Regions from separate parts of the Arabidopsis thaliana genome. Here all the other regions are linked to region 2. The links are chromatin contacts, called in public capture Hi-C and targeted proximity ligation maps. All regions are on one chromosome and are shown on one strand. The core of a region is the stretch at or near the end of the contact, and the rest is flanking DNA. Distances in the headings are between cores, read along the strand shown.

Region 1 (4,422 bases), core at 1,298-3,797, 370 kb after region 2:
TTACTTCCTCCCTAAGATATGAATGATGTTTATCCATTACTTTATCCCTAAGATATGGATGATGTTTATCAATTACTTCTTCTCTAAATAATTTACTTCCTAGCTAAGTAAGCTCTACTATATATAGCTCATTTCATTCATTTGTAAGTTATAGAGAAAACAGAAAAAAAAAAGGAGAAAGAGAAAGCAATAAAAAAACTCTTGTTTCGAGTTTTATTCTCTCTAGTATTTATTCTTCTTTCTTATTTTAATCTTTTATAACAATCCGATTTTTATAGACAAATTACTTATTTTGTTCTTATAACCATGATATCAGGTATGCGCCGCAATAAACAAAAAATACCTAATCTACTATTTTTCTTCAATTGAAACGTAGGCTAATTTTTGAAATGAGAAATTATTATTCAAAATAACCTCTTTTCTAAGTTGAATTTGTCAACATTCACTGTGTCTCAAGCTACACATCACGAATATATAAACTGTAATAGCATGGTAAAAAGATAATCAAATATATAACGTACGAGATGTTGTTGTAGCGAGCGATTACAATAAATATATGGATTAGTTAGACTTAGATAAATAATAAAATTTTGGTTCAAATTTGACCAAAAAAGAAGAGAGTAGTAAATTTGTAATTAAGCGAGATAATTTTATTGCGAGTGATATATATATATTGTGTTATATTTGGAGATAAAATGTACTATTGAAATATATAGAGTTGTAAAATATAATGTCATCGAATAAAAACAACTTTGTTTTGACGGGCTATAAACGACACTGTTTTGATAAAAAAGAATAAGCACAAATTATATTTCTTTTTTTTTGTTAAAGGGTTAAGCAAAAAATATATTTCTCTAAAATAAAAATTCGTAAATTTGAAGATAGAGTGTTTAAAGCTTACATATTGTGTTATTTCATGTGAATATATTAGTTTGATATATCAATACATTTAGGTTACAACTACAAATAAAAGGAAATCGTAAGAGGATTGCAACGAAAGACAAAAGATTTCAGATACAAGAAAAGAGAAAATTAGAATGAGAATATATATCGACACAAAAGATAAGCAAACCCTTTAAACGTAGCAGAGTCTTTTAATTATTTTCCAGATATGATTTCACCAAACCAAGTCCTCTTGCTTCTTTTGACTTCAACCGACGTTAATCACTGAACGAATATTAAACCAACTAAACCAAGTCGACATCACGGTAAACCAGTAAAATTGGATCACTCCATTAACAATACCTATAAATATTACTATGTGTTTAGACAGATTTGATTCTGGTTAGTTGCCCTTCACGGAGTAGAAATTAAGTCACCGTTATTTTAATAACAATGCAGATATGTATTTAACCTATGTAGAAAGCACATGCTCAAATTCACGAGACTCAAACCATTTAAATCCACCGACTAGTAACTAATGCTCTCAACTTTAAAAAATAATTTTCACAGAATAATAAACGAAATTTTTTGGTCTTGACTTTAATTTATAGAATATTTTTAAATAAATAGATCAAGTAACACGAGGACGTCAAACAAAACAAGCCTACATATGAAGAAATAAAAGCAGCCAACGAAACCACATGGGAAACAGATCCACCCGGAAGCTCACCAATTTCCACCGACACTAATTTTTTCTTAAAATAAAACAGATTGTTTAAGATTAGATTTGGCAAATATAAATTGCTAAGAAAGTTTTAGCCGTAAGAAATATCGACAGAAAATTCGTACATATACTTTTTTGTTAGAAAATACGTACATAATCAAAAAGGTAAAATTACAAAAATAATAAATTTACTACGATGTTTAATATGAAACAGATGAAATAAGTGATAGTAATTATATACTTTTTATTTTTTTATTCTCTTAACTCTTTTGTTTCTGATTAGTAACAAAATTTATTTCATATCAATTATGTAAATAATATTTTTCAAAATTGGCTTTTTTAAGCTGTAAATAAAACCTGATTACAATAAAAAAAGATTAGTAAGAAAATTAACACTGTTTAATTTTATTTTTTTGGGTGATTAATGTTGGAAAAGTTTTTATACTTTTGATAATAATGTTGTAGCCATTTGTCCTTTCTTTTTACTCTTAGACACCCTTGTAGCATTAATAACAGTCCGTGTTTATAATGAAAAACATCAATAATTTTAATTTGTAATTTAAAGTTCAAACCACTTACCTACTCAAATTGCTCACTAACTATAAGATGAAAAGGAAATTTATTCAAATCAAGAAAACACGTAGAACAGGGTAACAAAGTTTGATTTCCTAATTATAAGATGAAAGAAAGTTTGGTAATACAAAAAAACTGCTAAATTACAAAAATTAAATACCAAAAATCTGAACGATGGTTGTGAAAACAGTCAATGCGGTTTTACGACGAAATTAACTAATATTACTTCGATTAATTAGATTATTTTCTTGAAAAAATAAGAATTCAAATTATTCTTCACAATTTAAGTCAACGCAGTAATTTTTTTTTAACTTGTATCAATGTATTTAAATACTCAAATATTTATACTACTATTTTTTTTTTGTTGGGGCCAAGTCTATGAACTCCACTCGTCTCTCCCTCGACGCACTTAAATTTACATAACTAAGTGTGTGTCTATTCATATCACTCACTCTCTCTCTTCCTCACACTTACATTCTCCCTCTATTTTTTTTTCTCTCTCTCCACAAGAAACGCCGTCGTTCATTAAAAATGATGGCGGTGGGCAGATCCGGAGGCACCATCCTATTGTTCTGCCTATCATTCTTCGCCGCGGTAACCGCGGAGAGTCCATACCGATTCTTTGACTGGAATGTAACATACGGCGACATTTACCCACTCGGTGTTCGTCAGCAGGTTTTTCATTTTCTCTACTCCACTCACATTTCATTTCATGTTAGTAACTTGATGTTACAAAAAAAAAAAAAGAACTCTTTGTTTAACTCTTTACGTATAGACTGCATATTACTTCTTTACTTGTGAAAAAAAAATGTATCTTCGAGATGATTTTTGTTCCTTAAAGTGTATCATTTGTGTAATGATTGGTTTAAAATGTGCAGATCAATACTTTATAAAATAAGTTACTCTTTTTTATATTGTGACAATGAAGGTTAGATCCGGTGAACTGAATTAATCGATGATGCTAATTGTTTTTTTATATTATTGGTATATGAAAAATAGGGAATATTGATTAATGGGCAATTTCCGGGACCAGACATTCACAGTGTGACAAACGACAATCTCATCATTAACGTACACAACAGCTTAGACGAGCCTTTCTTAATCTCATGGTAACATCTCTTTTTTTCGTTATTTGGAACTACTTACTTTGTCCTCTTTGCCTTCTGTGGTTATATGTTGTTGACTTGTCGAAGTTGAATAGTTTTTTTTTTTTTTAACTTGAATAAGAAAATACCTTTATTTTTTTTGTTTTTATCCATTTTTTGTTTAAATTGTTTTTATTTTGAAGAACCTAAACCAAATAAAAGATCTTCATTTCCTCCATTAGATATTATTATCTACTATCATCTCCGATTCACTAAGACCATGTGTACTAATATGTCAACTGTAGGAATCAGATATTTACTTTGTAATCTAGATTGTTAGATCACGAAAATCACGGATAGAAAATTTATGTATGTAAAACTGAAATGGAAAAATTAAAGGCTCATCTAGCAAAGAAAAGTCTTTAAAATGCCTGAAAACAGTTTTGTTTTTGCTTTTGCTGACAAAAATTAAAAGATAAAAAAAAAACTTTTACGGCTGATAACGTAAATAAATATTTGTGGAAATGCGCACTATTACGAAAGCAAAGCATGTGAATGTTATAAATGTAGACTTGGGGCAACTTGAAATGGTCCATAATGACGTATGTGGCATACGTCTATAAACAATTACCGAAAATCTAGTAGGAGTATTAAAACAGTTTCCTAAGAAAGACTAATCAAAGATAACTAATAGTGAGACTGGGTTTTGCCATTAATCGGGTGGCAATCAATTCTTTATTTTTTCAATAGTATGCATTCTACTTTAACAAAAAAGATAGTGACATCAAGTAATAATGATACTAATACATATTACTATGTTATATGTTTTTGATATTACTAATATAGATATATATAAATTTATCAAAGTAGATATCTGTAAATATTATAAAATTTTTTAAATATTTAAATATTTAGATATTTAAAAATTTATTAATTAAAATAAATAAGAAAATCAATTATTTAATTAAAAAAATCGAATAATTAAAATCATTAATTTTTAAAATATTTGTTTTCTGTCCATTCCTAAACATTAGCGACAATAATATGTATATATTTTCCTTTTTTTAAAAAATAATAGTACGATTTTATGATGAAACAACAATGATAACAGAATAATATTGCTCTCCACATTTTGCCACGTCTCTCCCTAATTTACTA
Region 2 (4,394 bases), core at 576-3,075:
GAGATGTCCATTTTGTGCTGATAAAATTTCAGCTTCTCGGTTTCTTCATCCTCAAGTAACTGAAGAAACTCCTTTGTCACAGTTTGTTCCTCTTCATCTAGCCTTTGTGACTCTGTTTCACCATCACCTCCATCACTCTCGTCTTTCATCATCGATTCAAGCGCTTTGATCTGCTTTGCAATTGAATCAAGCTCGGTGAGTCTCATTATGTGCCGTGGATCATCAACATTAACATGTTGTTCCTTCATCTCAACAGATCTTTCACCTATGGTTCCATCAGATTTCTCAGTTTCCAAGTCATCATCAAACTCAACTCCTTTATCCACAACTTCAAAATCTGGTTCCTCTTGATCATCTTCAGCTCTCTGTTCCGGTTTGTCGTTTTTCTGAACCGGTTTCTCCTCGGGTTTCTCCTCAGGTTCATCCAGATTCAAATGCTCCATCCCGTGAAAATCCGAAACTGACTCCACACCACTCGCTGGCGTCCACGCCTCGCTCCGGCTCGTCATTTTAGGGCTCGGAACACTAAACGACGTCTTCGATTGCTTTCGACCGAAGGAATTAGCGAAATTCTTAGGTTTACTACTCGGTTTCATCCCGAATTCGCCTTGTTTACTGTAAATCCCAGCTCCACCGTCTTTCTCCATAATCTGAAACCCTAATTTCAAAGCCAATTCACCCCCTTTAGCCTTCCCTGAAAGTCCCCAATTCATATCCCATTGCCTAACCCTAGCTCCTTCGTAATTCATCTTCTCTACCGACTCCTGAATCAACTCACTCAAATCCACCACATGCCTTCCAAACTCCAGTTCCTTGGCATCCACGGCGAAAAGATAAAACAAAAACGGACGAGCCTCAAACTTCGCTGGACTACCTTTACCGTTCGCCGGTGAGTAATACACATGGCACTTGATAAACAAGGTCTCCTCAAAATCAGCAGAACCCTGAGAAACCCTACACGGCATCGTCTGAACAGCACCGTCTTTAGTTTCCTTCTTCCTCACGCAAACTCCAAGGCGTAAACCATTCATCGACGCTGGAAGATTCTGCGCCGCCACAACCTCCACTGATAACAAACAGCTTAGCTTCTGCATACCAATCCGAACCAGCCCTCGAATCGGCTTCCAATTCCAAATCCCTTTCTTCTCTTCCTTCACACCCGAACCCGATGACGACTCCTCTGGTTTCTTGACAATCCTGTTGCTCTGAGTAACATTCTCTTCCTCCTCTACCTCAAGTTTCGGTCTCGACCGCCACGGAGACAGCGATAAACGCCGAGCCCGCGGCTTCGATACTGTCAAATCCTCAGCTCGTGCTGTACTCACTTCATCAGCAGAGGTAACAAGCGACGGAACAGAACTCCGAGGGAGAGCGAGAGAGTTTGTTCTCCTGTTTCCAACTGAAACCTGAGGTTTCTGGTAAAGGTTTTCACTTAGAGCTTCAAGTTCCGCGAGAAGCTGTGTGTTAGAACTCCGGCTACCGGAATATTCTCCTGCCATGTAGAAGAAGAAGAAGAAGAAGCTCTTCTGTGTTTTTTTTGGTCCCCAGAAGAAGGGATAAGGAAGCTGAGGGTTTATTTGGGGTTTGTGTGGTTATTATTATCGATAGGTTTCATTGTTTTGTCTGTCCAAAATTGAGAAAATTTATTAGTTGGTGAAGCGATTGGATCAGGATTTAGAATGTCGTGGCCTTCTCTCAACTCTGAAAGAGACACCAACCTTTATGGTCCCAACTAATTTATTGTCACGGTATGGTTTCGTTCAACGTTTTAGAATCGTTAGTTCTCTAACCTTGTGTTTGTGGTTGTTAGAGTTTTGTGAAATATAAATACTATATACTATACTATAATAAATGTCTAAGAAAAAAATTAAATTTTTCTCTGTAATCAGTTCAAAAATAATTGTATATGTCTCTGTAACTACAGTTTCAGTCTAATGGATTTACCGAATTGAAGCTTCTTTCTCTATCGAAACCTCGTGATCGTGTTGATCCCGATGTATCGTTCATTGAACCATCGATCTTTCTCTTCTTGCTTTCGTGCTTGGACTCTTCTTTCTCATCCATGAGAGACAAGAATCTTTGCAAACGAGTGGAGCGCATGGAGGAAGAGTCATGATTCTGCTGTTGATCTCTTGCAATGGCATCATCGGTTGGCTTTTTATAGAGCTGACGGATGATCTGAACAAAGTATAGGAAGAGAGCGAGGAGGCACGCGACGCCGCATATGAGAAATAGTCCCCAAAAGCTTTTTAGATGAAGCCTGTCTGATTCGAGCTCCGCGTTCTCTAGAGTGCATGCGTTCTTCATTAGCCATTTGTCGTGGATCCTTTGCAAATCTCCGTTCTCTGCTAGCTCTAAGATCGCTGTTGATAGATCTATTGCTAGAGGAGAGTCTCTAGGAAAGGCCTACGTAAAACCATTTATACATAAGTAACAGAATCTAACCAAACCAAATGGTGACAATATCTTTATACTTACAAATCCCCAGCCACTTTTGGTGAACTCTTGACCAACGATTCTATAAGCGCAGTTGCTGGAGAGGAAGAGTTCGACATAAGGACGTTCGTCAACAATCGCGGCAACGCCTCCTTTGCTTGGTCCATCTTTTAATGCCTTAGCATAGGCTTCAGGTGTTCCAAGTGGGACTAGGCGTGACTCTGATATGTTGAGTTCGTTCCTCAAATAACTCTCTGCAAATGAACCAACCTGGTACCCTATTGGATCATCTCTTTCTCTAAGGCTTTCAATTCCCTTGATGGGTGAAGAGAGCTGCTGAACCGTCAATATCGATGTCAGACTAGCCGTGTAGCTCGAGTTGATGATTAGTACAACGAATAGCCATATGATCAGAACCAACCGTCCAAGTGTACTAACTGTGTTCTCTCCTGTCAAAACCAAGGGAAAGAGTCATATCAGTCAAAAGCCAAACAATAACCAGTGGCACAGTAAGTTTTCTTTCGACATACTATGCGCGAAAAACATGGTCGAGAAGCTAAACCTGCAGATATCAAACAAACAATAAATGGATCAGCCAAAAGATAACAAGCAGTTGTCTCTAAGCTACTTCTCTGAAATATATAGTAAACTGACCAGAGAATTGTGACACATTGTCTCTTAGGTGGGCCTCTGAATTCATCGTTAGTCCTATGTTCCAAGATCCAAACAACAATGCCAACAAAGAGAAAGCAACAACCCGTGACAGCCCACATAAGACGGTTGAAAGGTCGAAGAAAAGCCCAGGCTCCTGAATTCAGTTTTTTAAAAGGTGCAACTACAACTAGTCCTGATGCTGCATATGGTTGTGTGAAATCTACAATCTTTGTCCGGTTTGTTACAATGGCAACATCACCTACTACCCCATCAAAATTCTGCAGTAAATCCATTTTTACAGTAAGTAGAAATGGTAAAAGTAACTTCTATGAAAAAGAATGTAATAAGCACTCACACCAGTTGTTATCATCTCAACCATATGCGTGTAGCTCGGATTCTCCTTTCCATTTCCATAAGGAATAAACTTGACAGGAACTGCGTACGGTAAAAGATTCACTGCAGCCGTGAAGACATCAATGCAAAACCCTTTGAACATGTTCTCGGTTCCGCGAATTTGTGATACAAACTCCTTGTAACTAACGCGAAGAGGCACGCCAATCTTGAGTTCTTTCCCATTGTTAGAGAAAACCCATCCGCGAGGTTTCGTAAACGTTTCTCCCGGCCAAATGACATGCTTTAGTTTCGGACTTGTTGACATATTTGGTTTCTCCTTTGTGTAGAGTAACTCAGGTAATACAGTTGATAAACCAGAATGATTTGACCAGTAGCCTATTTGACGAACACCGGTTCCCGCCACATTGATAATATCGTAAGCTGGACGGGTCCGAGACCTGTCTGGAGTGAACTGAAGCTGTCCCGTTAAACCAACCATACGCGTTCCGAGGATATCTTTAAGCAGTGCTTCTCCACCATCAAAGACAGTCATAGCCTCTAAGTTGAGATTTCCGCTTTTTCCCAACGTATTGAGCATTGAGTGATTCGAAAACGATATATTCCCACCGTCTTTAAAGAACTTATCTAAACCCCGGGCTAACAACATAACAGAATCATAAGCATAGAGTCCATATGTATTAAGAGCCAAAGAAGCACCAGACATCTTACGCCACCTCTTGAAAAACTCCCGTTTAAAATCCGAATCCGGCGTGTGTGGACGCAGAACAAGAACACCTTGAATAGTTTCCAACCTCTCAGCGGGTAACGGCGAAGAAGAGTCAAGATTCGTAGAGAGCCAATCCGTAGCGATCCAAACATATCCATTTCCCATCATTCCAAGATACTTAGCCTCCTTAAAAACCGCGAACCCCAACTCCGAATAAACATGTATCACAACAATCCTCGGTTGA
Region 3 (4,240 bases), core at 1,649-4,148, 320 kb after region 2:
ACACGAATTTTGCACTATTATTCAGCAGCCGTTTTTCATTCCTGCAACTTTGTATTTCGATTTTTCTTCTAAGTTATTCAGATTTTGCTTTCATTTGCTTGTTCATCTTTGTTTCATTCCCTTTAATATTTTTAGTATGCAATCTTCAATCGTTTCTATGTTATTGTCTTTAAGCATGTTGTCTGAGTAGTGATTAAGATTTCTGAGGATGGGATAGAGTAGTTGTGGAACCCCTCGTCGAATCTGTTGGTTAAGTGTATATTTATTGAATCCCTTCTGGATTAATTGTGTTTACTGCTTATTCCTTTCTGATCAACAGGAATCCGATCCCAGACGTTCCAGCACTCAGAAGGCGTTTAATGGAACGTTGGATCTACTAATTCCAGTGATAATCGTCTCTATCCCAAGGGATTGGCCGTTTAGAGCGGTTATTGGCTTTAACAGTCGATTCTTATTGTCTGCTTAGTTAGAGATCGCTAATGGAAATTAGGTCAGTGTCTAGCTATGCTTGAGGATTTATATCACGGGAGTGAATTAATCTGTTGTTGAACCTGTTGTCTAGGGATAGCTTAATTGAGATTTGTTAACCAACTGAATTGATTACGGAGACCACACTATTCGATAACCCCATCCTTAGGAGTTTCTCATCCATATGATTTCTCTGTTTACTTACCTGCTTCATTCACTTGCCATTGAATTTTAGTATTTTTCTGTTTTCAACCATTCTACTCGATCACACCAGTCTACTAACAGTGAGACTGCGTGATAGAGTAAAGTGGTCTATTTCTGCATTTTCACTCTTTGTCATCCTGTTGTACTCGATCACAGGGTCCCTTCTGGCAGTCGATCCTGCGATCGAGTATATCAGTCATTTCTGTGACTTTTTACTGTTTTCTGCATCAACACTAGGACTGTTAGAAAACCAACCAAATTCTGCTTGGCTTGACTTAGCAACTTCTGATCATATCTCATATGTCTGCATCACACCCATTTGGATTGACACCTAAAATATTACAACGACAGGATTAGTGTTTTAGGATTAATTGATCTCAAAAACCTATTATCAACTCTTATCGCCAAGCTTCATGAGTTTGGTGGCAAAAGACACATTCGTTATAGAGATCTCGCAGGCTTCATCTATGGTAAATTCTCCATCACTCTCTCGCAATATCAAAAAACACACTTAACTAGAATTGTATTTGCTTGATTGATTCAGGTAAAAAGATGTATCGTGTTACATGGGGATTGCAATATGTCTATCTTTTCATGATTAATTGTGCCTTCATCTTACTTGCTGGTTCGACCTTAAAGGTACAACAACCGAAACAAACCGTTTTGTTGCGAAAATCCGAAAATTAGCTCATATGGCTCTGCTTTTGCATTGTGTGCAGGCTGTTTATGTACTTTTTAGAGATAATTGTCTCATGAAACTGCCTCACTTTATCGCCATCGCGGGTGTTGTATGTGCGATTTTGGCCATCGGTATTCCTCATTTATCAGCTCTTGGAATCTGGCTAGGAGTTTCAACAATCCTTAGCATAATCTACATTATTGTTGCAATAGTTCTAGCAGCTAAAGATGGTAAACTTTCATGTTAAATCAAACCTCGAAAATGATTTCAAATAACCACAAAAAAACTACTCGCCATTTTGTTTTTGGTTCAATAGGAGTAAACAAGCCTGAAAGAGATTACAACATACAAGGATCATCAATAAACAAACTCTTAACCATAACAGGAGCAGTTTGCATTCAACACGGGAATGCTACCGGAAATACAGGCAAGTCTCATCGATCTATTTATGGTCAATCAAATATTTCTCTGTTTTGTGACTTACACTAATCTTTTGTGCAAATGATTAGGCGACAGTGAAGCAACCGGTCGTTAAAAACATGATGAAAGCTCTGTATTTTCAGTTCACTGTTGGTGTTTTACCGATGTATGCGGTTACATTCATCGGATATTGGGCTTACGGGTCCTCGACATCGACTTATCTGTTTAATAGCGTCAGTGGACCTCTTTGGGTCAAAGCACTCGCTAATATTTCAGCTTTTCTCCAATCTGTTATCTCTTTACATGTAAGTCTCTATCTAGACCTCAATGATGAGTCTTTGTGTCTTAATCCTAACCTTAACCGTTTAAATTCTTGTGTTTTTCTTACGTAAATTTTTGCAAGTCCGACTTATGAGTATATGGACACAAAGTATGGAGTCAAATGAAGACCATTAGGAATAAAAAATCTGTTGTTTAGAACAGTAGCAAGAGGAAGCTACATCGCGGTGAGCACTCTTCTCTCGGCTCTTTTACCGTTTCTCGGAGATTTCATGAGCCTCACTGGAGCAATAAGCACGTTCCCTCTCACATTCATATTAGCGAATCACATGTATCTTGTTGCTATGAACGATAAGCTTAGTCTTGTGCAAAAGCTTTGGCATTGGCTTAATGTTTGCTTCTTTGGATTAATGTCTCTTGCTGCTGCTATTGCTGCTGTTAGACTCATCTCTGTGGACTCCCAAGAACTTCCATGTTTTTGCTGATGTTTGATTAAAATGTCTTCGACATTGTTAACGATGTAAAAATTATACCAAGAAGAAAAAAATTGTAATCCTTTTGTTGTTACTTTTATTATTTCAAATGACATAAATTTTTTATAACATTATATATAAAAATTTTTCTGTTCAACACAAATTTTTACTTTTAACAAAACAATTCAAGAGACAAATAGAAGAAACAAAGTAAAGTGAAGTCATATTCTTAAGCAAAGCCATATTGATTAAGAAAATAAATAATCATTTTCTTATGCAAAGCCATATTTGGGCCAAGCCGTATTAAAGTTTGGGCCAACTTGTTTGAGATAGCCACATATAAGCCCAATAGAGTTTTGTTGCTGAGCTTATTTATGAATCCATATAAAGTCTTGACCTAATAGCGAAAACTAGGGTTTTTCTCTGTGAATTCGCTCGGCGGCATAAAAGAGAGTAAGAAGAGGAAGACGAGAGTTACAAGGATTGAAAATGAAGGGACGTCAAGGAGAGAGAGTTAGGTAATTAGGGTTTTGATTGTGCTCTCTTTTTCTCAGCTGAATCTCCGATTTGAATTTGTTCGTTACTGGTTCACTTTAATCTGATGAAATCTTTGTGTTGCTGTTATGCAGATTGTATGTTCGTGGAACAGTCCTCGGCTACAAGAGGTACTTTCAATTTTCAGTCTTTCTCTGTATGTTCTTAAGTTATTTGGATTTGAATATTCACCTATCGTTTTTGGATATCAACATAAGGTCTCGATGAAAGTTTGTAACTTTGCCACAACTGATAGATTTCAATGATAATGCTCTCATATTTGTAATGTTACTCCATTGTTTCTGATTAATGGTTGTGCAAAATGATGCATTTTTGCTATTGCTTCCTTTAAGATTAGCTTTTAAGCAGTTGGTTGATAGTTTGATTGCTTATAGAAAGCAGAATAAAGATTGATTACTAACGATTAAGTAATGTTTCAGGTCCAAGTCGAACCAATATCCCAACACTTCTCTCATCCAGATTGAAGGTGTGAACACTCAAGAGGAGGTCAATTGGTACAAGGGTAAGCGTTTGGCTTACATCTACAAGGCAAAGACAAAGAAGAACGGTTCTCACTACCGTTGCATTTGGGGCAAAGTCACTAGGCCTCATGGTAACAGCGGTGTTGTCCGTTCTAAGTTCACTTCAAACCTACCACCCAAGTCAATGGTACTTTATCTTCTTGAAACATAATCATGGTTAATTGGATTTTTTCCTCCAGACTAATCATTTTTGATCTGCTGTGTTTAATCTCAGGGAGCTAGAGTCAGAGTCTTCATGTACCCTAGCAACATATGAGGTAACAACAAACTCATTTCAGTTTTACTTTTGATCCAATAGTCCCGTTTATTGCATTCATTTCAGTAGAATTGAACAACACTGATTCTGTAACTTGATATTTAAGATTAGTTGTTTCATTTTGCTTCTCTAATGGAGAAACCATGTCAACAAGGCTATATCTATTTGAAAGGTTGTGCATTGTAATTAAGAGCAATTAGATTAATCCTTTAAGTATAATAGATTGTCCATGATATATATACTTTAGTGAACATGGATCCTGATTCGATTTCCTAATGCAGGAGGATAGATTTCAAGAAGTATCGGAAGGAATCGCCATTATCATTTCTCAGGAGCTGTAGTTTATCTATTCACTTTTGTTCTAAACTCTCTGTTGGTTTTGATT

What was found. Capture Hi-C pulls out chosen DNA fragments and counts their contacts.
Region 1: a capture Hi-C map of shoot shows a contact between it and region 2, with 5 times the contacts expected there. A contact is called at or near these places in 1 of 2 datasets of targeted methods (shoot) and 2 of 3 other capture datasets (root and shoot).
Region 3: a targeted proximity ligation map of shoot shows a contact between it and region 2, with 10 read pairs. A contact is called at or near these places in 2 of 2 datasets of targeted methods (seedling and shoot) and 3 of 3 other capture datasets (root, seedling and shoot).

What each region holds. Positions count from the first base shown.
Region 1 is chr1:15,606,091-15,610,512 of TAIR10.1, reverse strand. It overlaps SKS6 (SKU5-similar 6), which reads left to right and starts at 2,547. Exons shown (of 8, transcript NM_103408.3): 1 at 2,547-2,854; 2 at 3,179-3,288. The coding sequence starts at 2,711.
Region 2 is chr1:15,974,236-15,978,629 of TAIR10.1, reverse strand. PMI1 (plastid movement impaired1) reads right to left here and starts at 1,825. Exons shown (of 2, transcript NM_103439.7): 1 at 1-1,825. The coding sequence starts at 1,499. GLR3.3 (glutamate receptor 3.3) reads right to left here. Exons shown (of 7, transcript NM_103438.3): 3 at 3,446-4,394; 4 at 3,091-3,368; 5 at 2,967-2,998; 6 at 2,479-2,885; 7 at 1,817-2,406. The coding sequence ends at 1,927.
Region 3 is chr1:15,651,200-15,655,439 of TAIR10.1, reverse strand. AT1G41880 (Ribosomal protein L35Ae family protein) reads left to right here and starts at 2,898. Exons shown (of 5, transcript NM_001333198.1): 1 at 2,898-3,041; 2 at 3,153-3,188; 3 at 3,498-3,726; 4 at 3,814-4,027; 5 at 4,137-4,240. The coding sequence starts at 3,013. The coding sequence ends at 3,855. It also overlaps the pseudogene AT1G41890.